Regions from separate parts of the Zea mays genome. Here regions 2, 3 and 4 are each linked to region 1. The links are chromatin contacts, called in public Hi-C maps. All regions are on one chromosome and are shown on one strand. The core of a region is the stretch at or near the end of the contact, and the rest is flanking DNA. Distances in the headings are between cores, read along the strand shown. Region 1 holds the start of LOC100282675 (protein binding protein). Region 2 holds the start of LOC100282376 (apospory-associated protein C). Region 3 holds the start of LOC100277968. Region 4 holds the start of LOC103641195 (pentatricopeptide repeat-containing protein At4g30825, chloroplastic).

Region 1 (3,390 bases), core at 634-3,133:
CGATTAATGTCAAAGGGGGAGAAATATTAAGCCCAAAGCAAAAGGACCGCACCACCACCAATATCAAAATTTTCAAAAAAAATTCAAATTGGTATCTAGATGAATGATCTTTTTCAATTGGTATTTACAAAAATTAGTAAAACCCTCTTGAAATCTAAGAGGAGAATTTCATTCAGGGGGAGTTCCATTTTAGTCAAAGGAAAAGCATTTGAAACAGGGGAGAAAATTTCAAAATCTTGAAAATGCTTCTCGAAATCTTATTTACATACCTTTGACTATTTGCAAAAAGTCTTTGAAAAGATTTTCCAAAAGAATTTTCAAAAACAAAACAAGTGGTGCAAATGTGGTCCAAAATGTTAAATAAAAGAAACCAACCATGCATATCTAGTAGAAATTAAATATTGGTTTAATTCCAAGTAACCTTTGCACTTACCCTATGCAAACTAGTTCAATTCTTCACTTATACATTTGCTTTGGTTTGTGTTGGCATCAATCACCAAAAAGGGGGAGATTGAAAGGGAAATAGGGCTTAAACCTTTTCCTAATTGATTTTGGTGGTTGAATGCCCAACACAAATAATTGGACTAACTAGTTTGGTGGCCGGGGGTAGGACCGAACTTTGGACCACCTACCCCCGGACGGGCCTATAAATACCCCGTCCTGTAGTGGGATGGGACATGCATAACGAGAAGCTACAGTTCCCACCAGTCGTCGTGTCAGTCTCTCATGCTCTGTCTTTGTCTCTGAGTGCTTGGGTCCGGCGTTCTGTGAAGATTAAGGTTCGAAAAGTACAACTAAGGCTAAACTACTCCTAGATCTAATGCATAAGGTAATATTGGTTTGATAGATCGATTGTTGTATGTTTCAATCGATCGTGCCCCTTCATATATATAGGAGAAGGTCTGAATCCGTTCTTAGGCTATTTCCAACAACTTCTCCTGAGATTCATTAGGACAATCACAATAGAGAGACGAACTATCACATGGACTGTCTGGCCCATACGGCCAGACCATTCGGTAGTACAGGTACCAAATCTGGTGCTCGATAGCGTGTGACCCAAGCACATCTCTAACACAGGACCATGCCTGCCAAGCCTGCATAACACTAGACTAGGATGGATTTAGGTCGTGCTTACCTTTGATCACATCACTTGGAGACACAAAAAGTTCCCTTCATTGCTCGATATGTCTTTAGGGATAGAGTACATTTAGACCAGGCCTAGTGGGCTGGTCTGAAGCGCGAAAAAAGCACAGTATGATCTAAAATAATTTTGGGCCGGACCAGCCCTGTCCGATGTATTGAGGCGGCTTTGGTGGAGGTCGTGGCCCATGGGCAGGCACAAGCACGACTTGTTTATAGGCATGATAAAAACATTTACATGCACGAAAAGATCCACATTGATTTGGCCATCTGCTCCTAATTATATAAAAACCATTCGGTCTAATTTGACCAGCCTCATGTCTAATCATGAAGACGAGGTATCAACCCTCCATGGTTTCACGTTCTTTGATTTTTTTTGATTTATGAAGCTTGAAATGTTAACATTTATTAAATGTAATATCTGTTTTAAATATCGAGCTCTGATATTAATTTCAGGATTTGTTTTCAGACTACATAATTTGACATAATAATTAATTAGGTTGTTTTCCATCTAAATTATTTAAGCTCGATAATCTGGAAACAAACATGCCTATATTTCCACGGATGAAAACTAATTGGTAGATGCTAGATAGACGGCGAAAATGCGGACGACTTACACAGCACTATGGCTTCGTTTGACATGACGTGGCAGGCACACCGTCCGCGCCACAAACCAAGTATGCGACGGGGCCGCGTAGGGTCCCACCGTCAGTGGGTGTCCCATGGAGCCCAGTCAGCACTTGGCGCCGCCGCCGCCGCCGCGACCCCACCTTCCCTAGGCCTATTTGGCTTGTTCCCTTCCCTGCAATGGCGGGAAGGAAGACGCCTCTCTAGATTGGATCGAATTCCTTCGTTTCTCTCCTCACCGAGGACGGCGGAGAGAGACGAGGAGGAAAGGCCCGGCGCGACGGAGAAGGTTCGGATATTTCTCTCCTTCCTCCTCCGCTCTCACTCGTCGTTATTGGAGGTCGATGAGGGACGGACGGACGCTGCTTTATTTGACCGCCGATTGTTCTCTCTTCTTACGTTGAATCAGCCTCGCGGAACCCGTTAGGCCGTCCGTATGTCCTGTTGCCGTTGTGGGTGGGGTTTGCGTAATTGGATTGCGAGCCGATTGATTGATCTCTGATGCCTCTTTTGTACCTCAATTCTCATATTGGGGGTCGGCGATGCGAACAAACTGATTCCATATTCCTCTGATTATTACTTAGACGAGGAGGGGTTCCCTTTGTTTTAGGCGATCGACTATCGCGGCCGAATTTGTTTGGTTGTCTTTTTCTCCTTGTTCCATCTGTTAGACGGAGCTAGGATCGTTCTCTAGCCTCGGCCGTCCTCTGTAATGTAGGATCATATTATTATCAATAATCAATCTGTCACCGTCGACCCGGCGATCCTTGGAGGATTGGTTGATGCCAAAACAGCAGCGGGCATTTCGATCATTCATCGGTCCTTTCTGCTGCCCGCTTTATTTGACTCTTCGGCCACATATAAACTTTGCGATCGGCGGAGGAAAATCGGCCCGATTATAGCGTTCTCCTTGACGCCAGAACAAGAGGTCCTCAATTTCGATTCTTATCTAGCAATCCCATTTTTTTTCTGAAGAACTATTTCCCAGAATTGGGGCCAGGTGGACAGTTTGAGAATTTTTTTGGCTTCTTCTCCTATGAGTACTAAATTTCTGTCAGTTTGTGTACCCTATATGCTGTGGCAACTACTATTTAGATTTTCTCTGCTTTTTCTGCATCTTCGTCGTAGTTTAGAACTTTAGATGTATCACATAGTCTACGGGTCACGTTTCAATTGTTCATCTACAATGCTTGGCGTGCTAGTGGGTGTATAAGTGGATTCACCTTTCAGCCAAAGGCAATAATGTCAACTAGAAAGGGAGGTAGGGGCACCAGGCTACCAGTAACTTTATTTCTGTTGGTTTTTCATCCTCCCATACGCTTTACGGTTGTGGGAAGCACCTCAATACCTAATTCATGTGTAGAGTTATTCATATAGGATTTACCTAACTGGGTGTTACTTTTGAATATGCCATTGATTTGCCCATTTGTACACACGCAGGCGTCAACGTCAATTTGGTTGTGCTGGTTCAGTTTTGTCAGAGCTCTTTTTCATTCTTGCAAGCAAATTTCCGCAGGTACTGTTCAATGGTCGCTTGCTTGTATTTTTCCTTTCCTATATATTTCACCTCTGGCCTACAAGTTTTGATGTCCTGGTCTCAATGTGGGAAATACCTTGTTTCAT
Region 2 (3,236 bases), core at 274-2,773, 170 kb after region 1:
ACCAAATTGTAAACAAAGCATGATAAGAATAAATACATAGGACATGGTAGTATAACACTAGTCGCATGTTGTACTCAATGGCTATAGTACTCACTATTCTATTATCTCTACTTCTAAAGCATCAGTTTCGATGGTCATCCTGCGTCACACGCGAAGCGTGTAGGTCTATTCTACTCTCCCTGTCAGTGGGCCCTCTATAGATAGGTTGTAAAACCCACCCAAGTCTCCAATAGTGGGTCGTTACGCCGCAAATGGGTCGTTATAAACCATCCAAGCCCAACATGACAAGAAACTGCACGGTGCACGCACCGTAGCGCTCCCACATAGTACCACTCCATTAACTAAAAAAGAACAAGCGACCGAGCGAGCTATAAAAAAGGGATTAGGCTCCTTTTCAACGCATACTTTCTAGACCTTTCGGCTAAGATAAAGTGTAATATTTGTTCTTGTGTCGTTGCAACGCACGGGTATTATACTAGTGACTTTTTAAGATAGACCCAAAAGAATGTAAATACTATCAACAAGTCACAGAACCGTCGTTTCAACTTATCTATAATGCGGATTTTACAGGGTTGAAAAGATTTAACTATGCACACCTCATACATATAAAAAAGCTAAACCAACTAAGAAGAAACCATTTTATTCAGATAGATCATTTTGTTGATATAAATAACAACATATATGAATATTTTCGCCCATAATGTAACTACAACATACGAACAAATTGTAATTGCCCCTACAAGTCTATAAAATCCAGTGTTGCCACTAAAACGTCCTTCAGTTGTACCTTCCTAATACTTAACACTGTATTGCAGCACCCAAACGTTGGATAAATAATCCTAGCGGTTGCTGTGAAACACTAACCACACATCCTCCCAGCGCTATACTGCTTCCTAAAGCATATTTGGAAGGTTCAAACCTTGGCGTGAAAACTAAAAACCCTCGAATTCCATGTCCCCAACACGCGGATCATGCAATGCACTAATAAGGATCCAAACAGGTCCGGGACACTAAAAACCTCATCAATTCCCGCCAAACCCCCCGCGGATCAGCAGAATTCCCACCGGATCTGCGCCAACTGCGCCAAAATAGAAACGAATCGCGGCCCTGCGCCGCACGCGCCCAAGCACACTGCAGTCGTATGCACAACCATACAAACGACGAGAGGTATCGGAGGAAGTGGGTGAGCGAGGCCGAAAACGTGTACCTCGGCACAGCAGTTGCGAGCGCCGCGAAGCACGACCTTCTCGAGGCCGGAGGGGCCCTTGACGAGCTCCGCGAACGGCGACGGCAGCTGCATCAGCGGGGACGGTGAGGCGGCGGCACTAGCTGCGCCGGAGGGGGCAGGGGCGGCCATCACTCGGCTCGCCCAGGCAACGGGGAGCTGGGACCCTAACCCTAGCCTTCCACTTCCGGGTCTCGCCTCTCCTGCTTTTCGGGGGTTTATTTGGCGGAGAATGGGAGCTGAAGCGGAGGAAATAAATGGGAGAGGAAATGGGAAAGGGTCGAGGATATTTATAAGGGACGCGACGGAGAAGAAGGAAGGTGCCGATGCTGTGTTCCGGTTCTTGAATTCGGCAGAATCCGGCGGTATCCGTAGACAAGGTGTTTGGGAACAAAGTTTTACCGAGTAATATTGTGATATTATATACTTTGACGTGTTTCAAAACTTATCTAAAATAATCTAAAATGTCTGTATACTAAATTATAAATTATAATATTATTAGGGATGTTTGAATTTACTAGAACTAAATTAGTCGAGACATCCAAACAGTCTAGATAATATTTCAGCTATTAGCTACTTTTAGCCGGTAATAAGTAGTTAGCTAATTTTAATAGCAATTTATAGTCAACTAACTATTATCTCTAGTGCATTCAAACACTCCCTTAATACTGCATAGTCTAATACTCGTGCGTTGCGACGGTATCCAACTATATTTTATATTATTGATTGGGTGACTAAGCGACACTTGAAAGTTTTAATGGACCATCCACATAAAAATACTCATAATAAATGAATTTAGGGGGTGTTGGATGCACTAGAGCTAATAGTTAGTGACTAAGGTAGTGTTTGGTTGAAGAGTCAAGTAGAACGGAACCGTTCTGTCCTAGTTTTGTTGTTGTTTGGTTACAAAGTAACTAGAATGGAATGACTCCAATTAGGGAATATTCTCCTCAGATCCGGAACCATTCCGCTCCAAAAAATCAATGGAACGGAGCCGCTCCGTTCCAATCTCACTCTCACAGTCACGCTCCGTTCCGTTCACTCTGCAACCAAACAAAAAAACAGAACCGCTCCGTTCCAGATTACCAAACACAGAACAGAGCGGCTCCGTTCCTAGATAAGGGATGGAACGGCTCCGTTCTACTTGGCTCCTCAACCAAACACTACCTAAAATTAGTTGGGACATTCAAACACCTTATCTAATAGTTCAACAATTAACTATTTTTAGTAAATTAGTTAATAGTTAGCTAGCTAATTCCACTAGCAATTTTTTAGTCAACTAACTAGTTAGCTAATTATTAGCTTCATCATGCCCAACTTGACCTTTAACGTATCCACCTACCAAGCACAAAGAGTTATAAGAGCTCAAGAACACATATAGATTTAGAGTGGTTCGGACCACCGGAGCGTAATACCTACTCCACTAAGTTGTATTGTTGAGAGGTTGAGAAAGCCTAGGTCTCGATGGAGATGTCTCCGAGGAAGTTTGAGTGAGGATGTCCCCCACCCCATGTAGCTCATGTGCCCTTCCTTTTATAGCCTAAGGGAGGCACGTACATGGACACTAGGCCCCAATTGGTGGGCCCAGGAAAAATAATAATATGGAGCGGTACATGCAACAATGGGTTGAGATCTATCGATGCGGTGAGCAGCTATCTTCTCTTGGTCACTGTGCCGATTTTTTGCCCAGATTTATCTTCGCCCTGTCTTGTCGACGTGTGGGTGAAGGCTCTGGTGTAGGCTGTGGCGTAGATTGACATGTCGACGTGCGTAAGGGGAGTACATGGACGGTGTCGTACTATCTCCTCCGCTTGTCTCCTTTGCCTATCTCTGTAGCAAGAATAGTAGAAGTCATGATGAGGGCTGCCAATGTGTGGCGCAGAGAGTCAATGGTCTTGCCTCGGTAATGCATTGGTTACTTACACGGACCATGCCATGTGGACTGCACACGTTAACTACTTGTCACACTCGGGTTTCGGGGGTACCAAGACCCGGGCGCGAAATAATCACC
Region 3 (3,201 bases), core at 192-2,691, 200 kb before region 1:
AGTCAGGAGTGCTCCAAAAATACCAAACCAAACCCTCGCTTTTTACTCCGTTCCAATGCCATGACACACACTAGAAGTGCCCAAAAAATCCCAAACCAAATCTTTGTATTTCATGCACTTCGCTTTTCCCTAGGGAAAAAAACTGAACCAAAACCCTTGCGTCGCTAGGACTAGGAGCAGAGCAGGGCACAACAGAGCAGATTAGCCGCTTACCTGGACCGTTGCAGCGATGGCGGCCGGATCCGGAGTCCAAAGCAGCAACCGCTGTCGCCGGAGCCGTGGGTGGGCAGGGATGCTTGGGGAGGGAGGGAGGGAGCGTGAGTCGCATGAGACGCAGGATGAAGAGAGAGAGAGGATGTGAGGAGGAACGAAGTGTCACCTAGAAGCCTCCAGATAAGACACATGGGCGCACGAGAGAGCATGGGAACCAACGATTGAACGACTAAGGCCCTGTTTGTTTCAACTTATAGATTATATAATCTATAATATAATTTAGATTATATAATCTGGATTATTTGCTCTGGATTAAATAAGCTAGGTGCTGCTGTTTGTTAGCTCAGATTATTTGGACTCGGCTTATTATTCATATGCATACAAATATAATAATACCCTTGATTGTTTTAATTGTCTGGTGGGTGAGAACGCTTATGGATAGGTGGATGGCAATTGGAAGTAATTTTAATCAACTTGCCATGGGTAGTGGGTCTTTCATAAAAAATAAGCTGAAATAAGCACCCTTTGATGAGCTTATAGGATTATCATAATCTCAAGTGCTAGATTATATAATCTTATCAGATAAGTTGCTTGTTTGTTTCCTCACTAGCTTATTTACATTGGATTATATAATCTATATAGATTATAATCTCAAACAAACAGGGCCTAAGATAATTCGACTGACGTGGATGGTCTATCATGCCCCGTTTCCTTCCTGCTTTAATAATAAAGAAAAGAAATAAGTGAGCATTGAAGCTGTCCTTACAACACCATTTGTACACACGGTGAAAATTTCAGATGCGTGGGTCAGTAAACATGGCGCCTATCCGTCCATGTAAAAATAAAAAAAAGTAGTAGAGACACAAAGGATCATGACGTCTATGGACTCGGCTCTATGAACCTGAGAACATTTGCCAGCCATCGGATGAAAAGCAGGTTTCGCCCATGAAGATAATTTGGGACGGACAGCATCAGATCGCTCATCAGTGGTGGTGGTGGTGATAGAGAGAGATATTTTGGGAGGAGCGAAGGAAACTAGCTGCGCCCACTCCCCAGCGTGTACGTGTCGGCGCGACGGCGGCAGGCGCCAACCACGTGCACCTGGAAACCCGGCAGGTCGCAAGCGTCGCGAGGGAGGCCACAGGCCCCACAGCCCGCAGGCCGCAGCGGCCGGCCTAAGTGCCTAACCCTGCCCCACACACCCCGCCGACCGCAACGAACGAAACCCACCGGATAAAACCGCCTTGCCTGCGCACTGGTGCCTGCGGAAACTGCGACTCCTCCTCGGTCCTCGCAGACGATTCACCCCGCACCGCGAGCGAGGAGAGGAGCCTGGCCGCGAGGGCGTCGACGCTGATGGCGGCGTGGTGGCGGAGGAAGGTGGTGCCCTGCGCGCGCCGCGCCTGGGCCGCCCTCGCCGCGCGGCTCCGCGCGCGTAAGCCTGGTCAGTTATTACCGTGCCCCCTCCTCTTGCCTAACCCCCCCTGTCGTTTCGTTCTGCTGCGTATGCGTGGTCGTGAAGAGGATCGGGGCGAGATCGTCCTGCTCTGGAATCGCGTGTCTGTTCTGTTTCTGTTTGGGGGTGGGTGGGCTGGTTTTAAACCCTGTTCTTATTCTCTTCATCGAAACAGGGGTTTCATCTCCACCAAACATATACACGCATGGTTCGAGAATTAGAGCGTGCTCGTCTCTAGAATTCCCTTTCAGCGATTCAGTTTTTACAGCTCTGTCGCCGTTAGTAGGACCCATGCTGTTCTCCTTGAAAATCGGCCAATGTCACGCCGTTTGTCCTCCCCTAACCTCGACCGGAGGAGCAAGACGTCGAGCACTCTGCCCGCCCGCCCAACCGGATGTCTTCCTCCGTCGGCTCGGCAGCGCTCCCGATCGCCTCGCTCTCCGCTCCTCAACCCACCGCCGCCGCCGGTCCGGCCGCCGCCCGAGGCCCTCTGCCCCTGGCAATGGACCGACCGCTGGGTCGCGCGCCCCGAGCTCCGTGCGACTGTCGCGTCGTAATAGAGTTTATTACACGTTACTATTACTTAGGAGTATTAAAAACAACCGAAGGGGTTATTGGTGATGGGTACTACAGAGTACAGAGGAGGCCATAAAACAGGGGCCTGCAGGGCACTGGCGCTCTCAATTGCAGGGCAACAGAACAGAGGACGGCACGGCAATCCCCTCCCTGTCCCCGGGATCTTGTTGCTTAGCAGCAGCACGAAATCTGGACGATATCGACTTGAATGGCCGCCGCGCCGCGTGGCCTCACCACGAGGCACGCGGGGCGTACCCTCCCCTGTCCCCACAGGCCCACATACACACGCCGCATGATGCTGCCTTGACATATAAGCCCTGCTACCATTGACCTCTAGCGCCACACACAGGTGGACCATGGCCGCCGCTGCCTTTGCGTTGAATGTCGCCATCGGTCCATGTGCTGGCTTAAATATCTTGTGCCTTTAGATACGTACCACACCATTGGAGCACCGGAACTGTGTAAGCTTGAAAGATTTACCATAATTCTGTCCACAATCCACATCCTGCCCCGAGCGAGATACTATGAGAAATTCTAGATGGACCCATCCTTTGGAAACCAACCAAACTGAGCTCCAGATTAAATCCAGTTGTTCGAACTACTACAACTATAATTTATATAATTTATAGAGATAAAATACCGTAAAAACAATAAAAACTGATTAAAACCAAACGGATAAGCTGACCGTCGTGACCACAGTTCAAAAAGCTACTCCGTACAAATGGGCACCGTACCTCGGCAGTGAAGCTGCGGATGGCCCAAGAGCATGATTACTCATGGGGGAAGTTTCTTAAAATCTACTCACTCCATTCCAAAATATAATTTGTTATATAATTCGTTTTAGATTATAATTATAGTTTGTATGTATGTCTATATTCATTATCATTCATTCGATGGTGGATGGGACAAAAGAGGATTATAAAGAACTACTCTTTCCGTTTGTTTTTATTTGTTGT
Region 4 (3,432 bases), core at 411-2,910, 220 kb after region 1:
TCCTACAATCTTCGTGGCCTCGACCTCCACTTCACACACAAATGCGGTCGGGTTCCGACCGCGTAAATCCACCACAAAGGCAGGACTTCGCACCAACTGGTCGCCCAGGGTTGGCATCCGACGGTGGCACACGTCGCCCAGTACCCAACCTTGTGCCAAGGGCCACACTCCATAGCCGATAAATTCCTCAACCAAGTCGTGCCCGCTACTCAAGCGGGCAGCATATCGAAGGGCCCCTTCGTCCTCGTCTTCCTCCGCCACCTCGAATCGAGGGAACGCCACATAGTAGTGTGAGCACAGAATGGCCGGAGAGAGGCCAGGCAGGTCTTTGATATCACCAGGAGCCATATAGAACCAAAAATCCCACTAGTTGCCCCATTTGTTCCTAGCACAAGGGACTATCTCCACGACTTCAGCCGAAGTCTTCCCAGTCCTCAGCGTGAAGGTGCACGATCCAAATTGTGCTATCTTATTTCCTATTTTTCTTTTCTGCCAATGCAGGCAATAATTCTTGGTGAAGACCTCCACAGACGGCTGCCCGCCGTAGAAAGTAACCGCCCAAACATACTTCGCCAACGCAACCACGACGTTAGGCGTCAACTGGTGGACCTGCACTTCGAACCTTCGCAACACCTCCACCACGAATTGATGTGCCGGGAGGCGAAGACCGTCGACAAAAAAGTCCTAAAACAACCAACTCGCCTTCAGGCTCGGGGATCTCCTCTGCACCCGGTGCCCGCCTGACGCCGTCACCAAAGTAACCAAGTCGCTGCATCTCCAGCACGCGGACCAAGGAAATCCTTGACGTACCGAACTCCACAGTATTGCCAGGCTGCAACTCCATCACCGCCAAATCGCTCAAAGACTCCTTGGACGACGACATGGTAGGCGGCGCACTCGTAGCAGACGAAGAAGAAGACATTGCAACGTACCGTCGGCAGCGGCGCGCGGTCTGCTTGATGCGGGCCAGATTTCTGAAGCAGGAGAGCAAGGAGGACAGACGAGTTTACAAAAGCTAGGGTTTCTACTGCGCAAACGCAAGCCGGAAACAGGCCCGGCCGCGGTCGGCTTTTTTAGGCGCGACGCCTCGAGAAGCATGCAGTCCAACAGTAACACATCCATCAACGGTCACATTTCAAAAACCCCCGCGGTACCACTTCGAGCGAGGGCAACGTCTTCACCATCTAACGGCGGTCTTCGGCACCAGCTGACTTAGTCGAACTGGTCCCTCGGAGGGCAAATGTTGGGGCGAAGGCGAATACGCCACCCTTCGCTATACGACTTCGTCCTCTCATTGCGCACACGAAGGCTAAATCCACAGAACACACCAGAACAAGCCGAGGGTGCCGACCGGATGGAGGCCTGCGCGACCCCCTTCGCTCTCGTGTTGCAAGACGAAGGCCCTACCGATATCTACGGACCTCCCGCTCCCTCACCACCGGGGGGCATGTGTGATTCGGCCCAAAGTGATGGGCCCCGCGAGGACAAGTGTGATAAGGGTCGTGTCTGTAATAAGGTTTACCTTAATGACTATCTGTAACCTCCCCTCGTGGGAATATTCTAGGGATAAACCAGGTACTCGAGGGTCTAAACGTCTTTGACATGGACAGACGACCCCTCGAGTACCTATAAATACCCCCGGACAGTGCCCAGGCACGGAGGAGATTAACGAAGCTTTTGACATTCCGTGCTAAACTTTGCAAACACACTTTTCACTTTTCCGTTGGATCAACTTACCTAGAAAGGCGGGTTCCAACAATATAGTAGTTGGTATAGAGTTGAGATATAGAATAAACATGACTGCAGATGATTGTGGTATATGGTAAACAATTTTGTTGGCAAAGATGAAATATTTTTTTAGAGTTGAAATTTAGAGTAGTATGTATGTGGATATCCTATATGAGCAGGTTTCTGTAGCGAATGGAAGAGATTTGTCCAGCAGCATTTTCGTTGCCTACCTGGCATGTGGGTAATCTGGACCATCCATCCCCTATCGTCTGCCGCACCACCCAAATCGCAAACCTGTTCAAAGCGCCGGATAGCAGTCTAGCACGCCACTCCACAGTCCACAGTCGATCTCCGACGTCACTTTCACGCCTCACGCGGCGGCCGCGTCATCAAATCTCATCGCTCGGCCGCTCTCACAGTCACAGCTGAATCCTCTCGCAGAGCCACCACGGGAGCTGAAGTCGTCCCCTCCCGCAGTCACCCCCAAGCGAGACCACTCCCACCTCCTCCACTGGCGTCTAGCCGGTGGCTGCTGCTGGTGCGCTACGTCACTGGCTCGGGGGGCTCGGCGCACCTTGTGATGAAGGGAAGGCGGCAGTCAGTGGTCCGGCGCATGTACAAGGCGCTCCTGTTCCTCGTCGCCGACCTTGTCCTCGAATCCGCAGGTCAGCACGGTTTCCATCCCCTCCCCTCCCCTCTTGGTCTCCCCTTCTGCCGTTCTGCGTATCTGCCAAGCGATTTCAAATTAGGCACTGCCGGTGAGTGGCCTAGAGCTGGGCGGCGCCCTCTGTTTACTGTTGCACCGCCGGTCTGATGCGACTCATCGTCAGCAGCCTCATCGCCGGCGTTGTTGCGTTGGGGCGCGCAGATAGCCCGTTGAGGCCTTGTACCCTCGAGAGGTGGCGCGGCCCTCCTTTTCCGTCCTCCGCTGGGCTGGTACTTGGTAGCAGAGAGTTGAGATCGCTGGATTAATCTTTGTTTTGCTATAATGTGCAGGACTCCTTGGTTGAAACTCATGCCATTTGTGAATCAGAATGGCTGCTCTGAGGATTCAAACCTCAGCTGGTCCTCCCGAACTCAGAAGGCGCAATCTTGCTAGCAACCCAGTCCATGTGGGGCTGGATTTGGTCGGGTTTAGTTCCTGGATGTTGCCGGTGGGTGACCACTGGTGTGCAGGCAGCGCAGCCGTCACAAGCCATGGTGTTGGATATGTTGGTGCTGGGAGGAAGAACTGTCACAGGGCATGCTTGAAGAATGGTGTGGTCTGCTCTTTCGACGATAGTGGTGTCAGGGTGTCTATGCTGTGTTCATCTCTTCCATCTGAAGATGTAAGTTTCAGCAGCAAAATGTCATTAGTTAATTCAACAGGCTTTGCACAGAAGAAGAAAGGGAGTAAGGTATGGCGAAGATCCCAGGGTGGTAAGAAATTGGTAAGGCATAGAGCTCCGAAGCATGGCCTGGGAAAGGACAGACATGGTCACAGATCTTCAGTTAAGGATGATGATACCGATGCAGTTTTGTCTGGTATAAGCAAGGAGTCCAGCATTGAAGAGTGCAATTCTGCTCTGATCCGTCTTGAGAAGCTCAGCGATGAGAAGGCTCTTAAGTTCTTTGAGTGGATGAAGGTTAGTGGCAAGCTAAAGGGAAACACTCATGCATATCACCTAGCTCTTAAAGCCATTGCCTGGAAGGAGGACTGGAAGA

The links. A called contact is a pair of places that touch in the nucleus more often than the background predicts.
Region 2: a Hi-C map of leaf shows a contact between it and region 1, with 6 times the contacts expected there. The contact joins the promoter of LOC100282376 here to the promoter of LOC100282675 in region 1. A contact is called at or near these places in 4 of 25 Hi-C or Micro-C datasets (ear, endosperm, leaf and 1 more).
Region 3: a contact with region 1 is called in a Hi-C map of leaf, with 6 times the contacts expected there. The contact joins the promoter of LOC100277968 here to the promoter of LOC100282675 in region 1. A contact is called at or near these places in 4 of 25 Hi-C or Micro-C datasets (bundle sheath, ear, leaf and 1 more).
Region 4: a contact with region 1 is called in a Hi-C map of tassel, with 2.3 times the contacts expected there. The contact joins the promoter of LOC103641195 here to the promoter of LOC100282675 in region 1. A contact is called at or near these places in 2 of 25 Hi-C or Micro-C datasets (ear and tassel).

Annotation. Positions count from the first base shown.
Region 1 is chr10:71,078,316-71,081,705 of Zm-B73-REFERENCE-NAM-5.0, forward strand. LOC100282675 (protein binding protein) reads left to right here and starts at 1,884. Exons shown (of 6, transcript NM_001412162.1): 1 at 1,884-2,056; 2 at 3,208-3,283.
Region 2 is chr10:71,250,752-71,253,987 of Zm-B73-REFERENCE-NAM-5.0, forward strand. LOC100282376 (apospory-associated protein C) reads right to left here and starts at 1,524. Exons shown (of 9, transcript NM_001155287.1): 1 at 1,208-1,524. The coding sequence starts at 1,357.
Region 3 is chr10:70,878,972-70,882,172 of Zm-B73-REFERENCE-NAM-5.0, forward strand. LOC100277968 reads left to right here and starts at 1,442. Exons shown (of 2, transcript NM_001165542.2): 1 at 1,442-1,657. The coding sequence starts at 1,570.
Region 4 is chr10:71,297,408-71,300,839 of Zm-B73-REFERENCE-NAM-5.0, forward strand. LOC103641195 (pentatricopeptide repeat-containing protein At4g30825, chloroplastic) reads left to right here and starts at 1,661. Exons shown (of 2, transcript XM_008664562.3): 1 at 1,661-2,393; 2 at 2,725-3,432. The coding sequence starts at 2,763.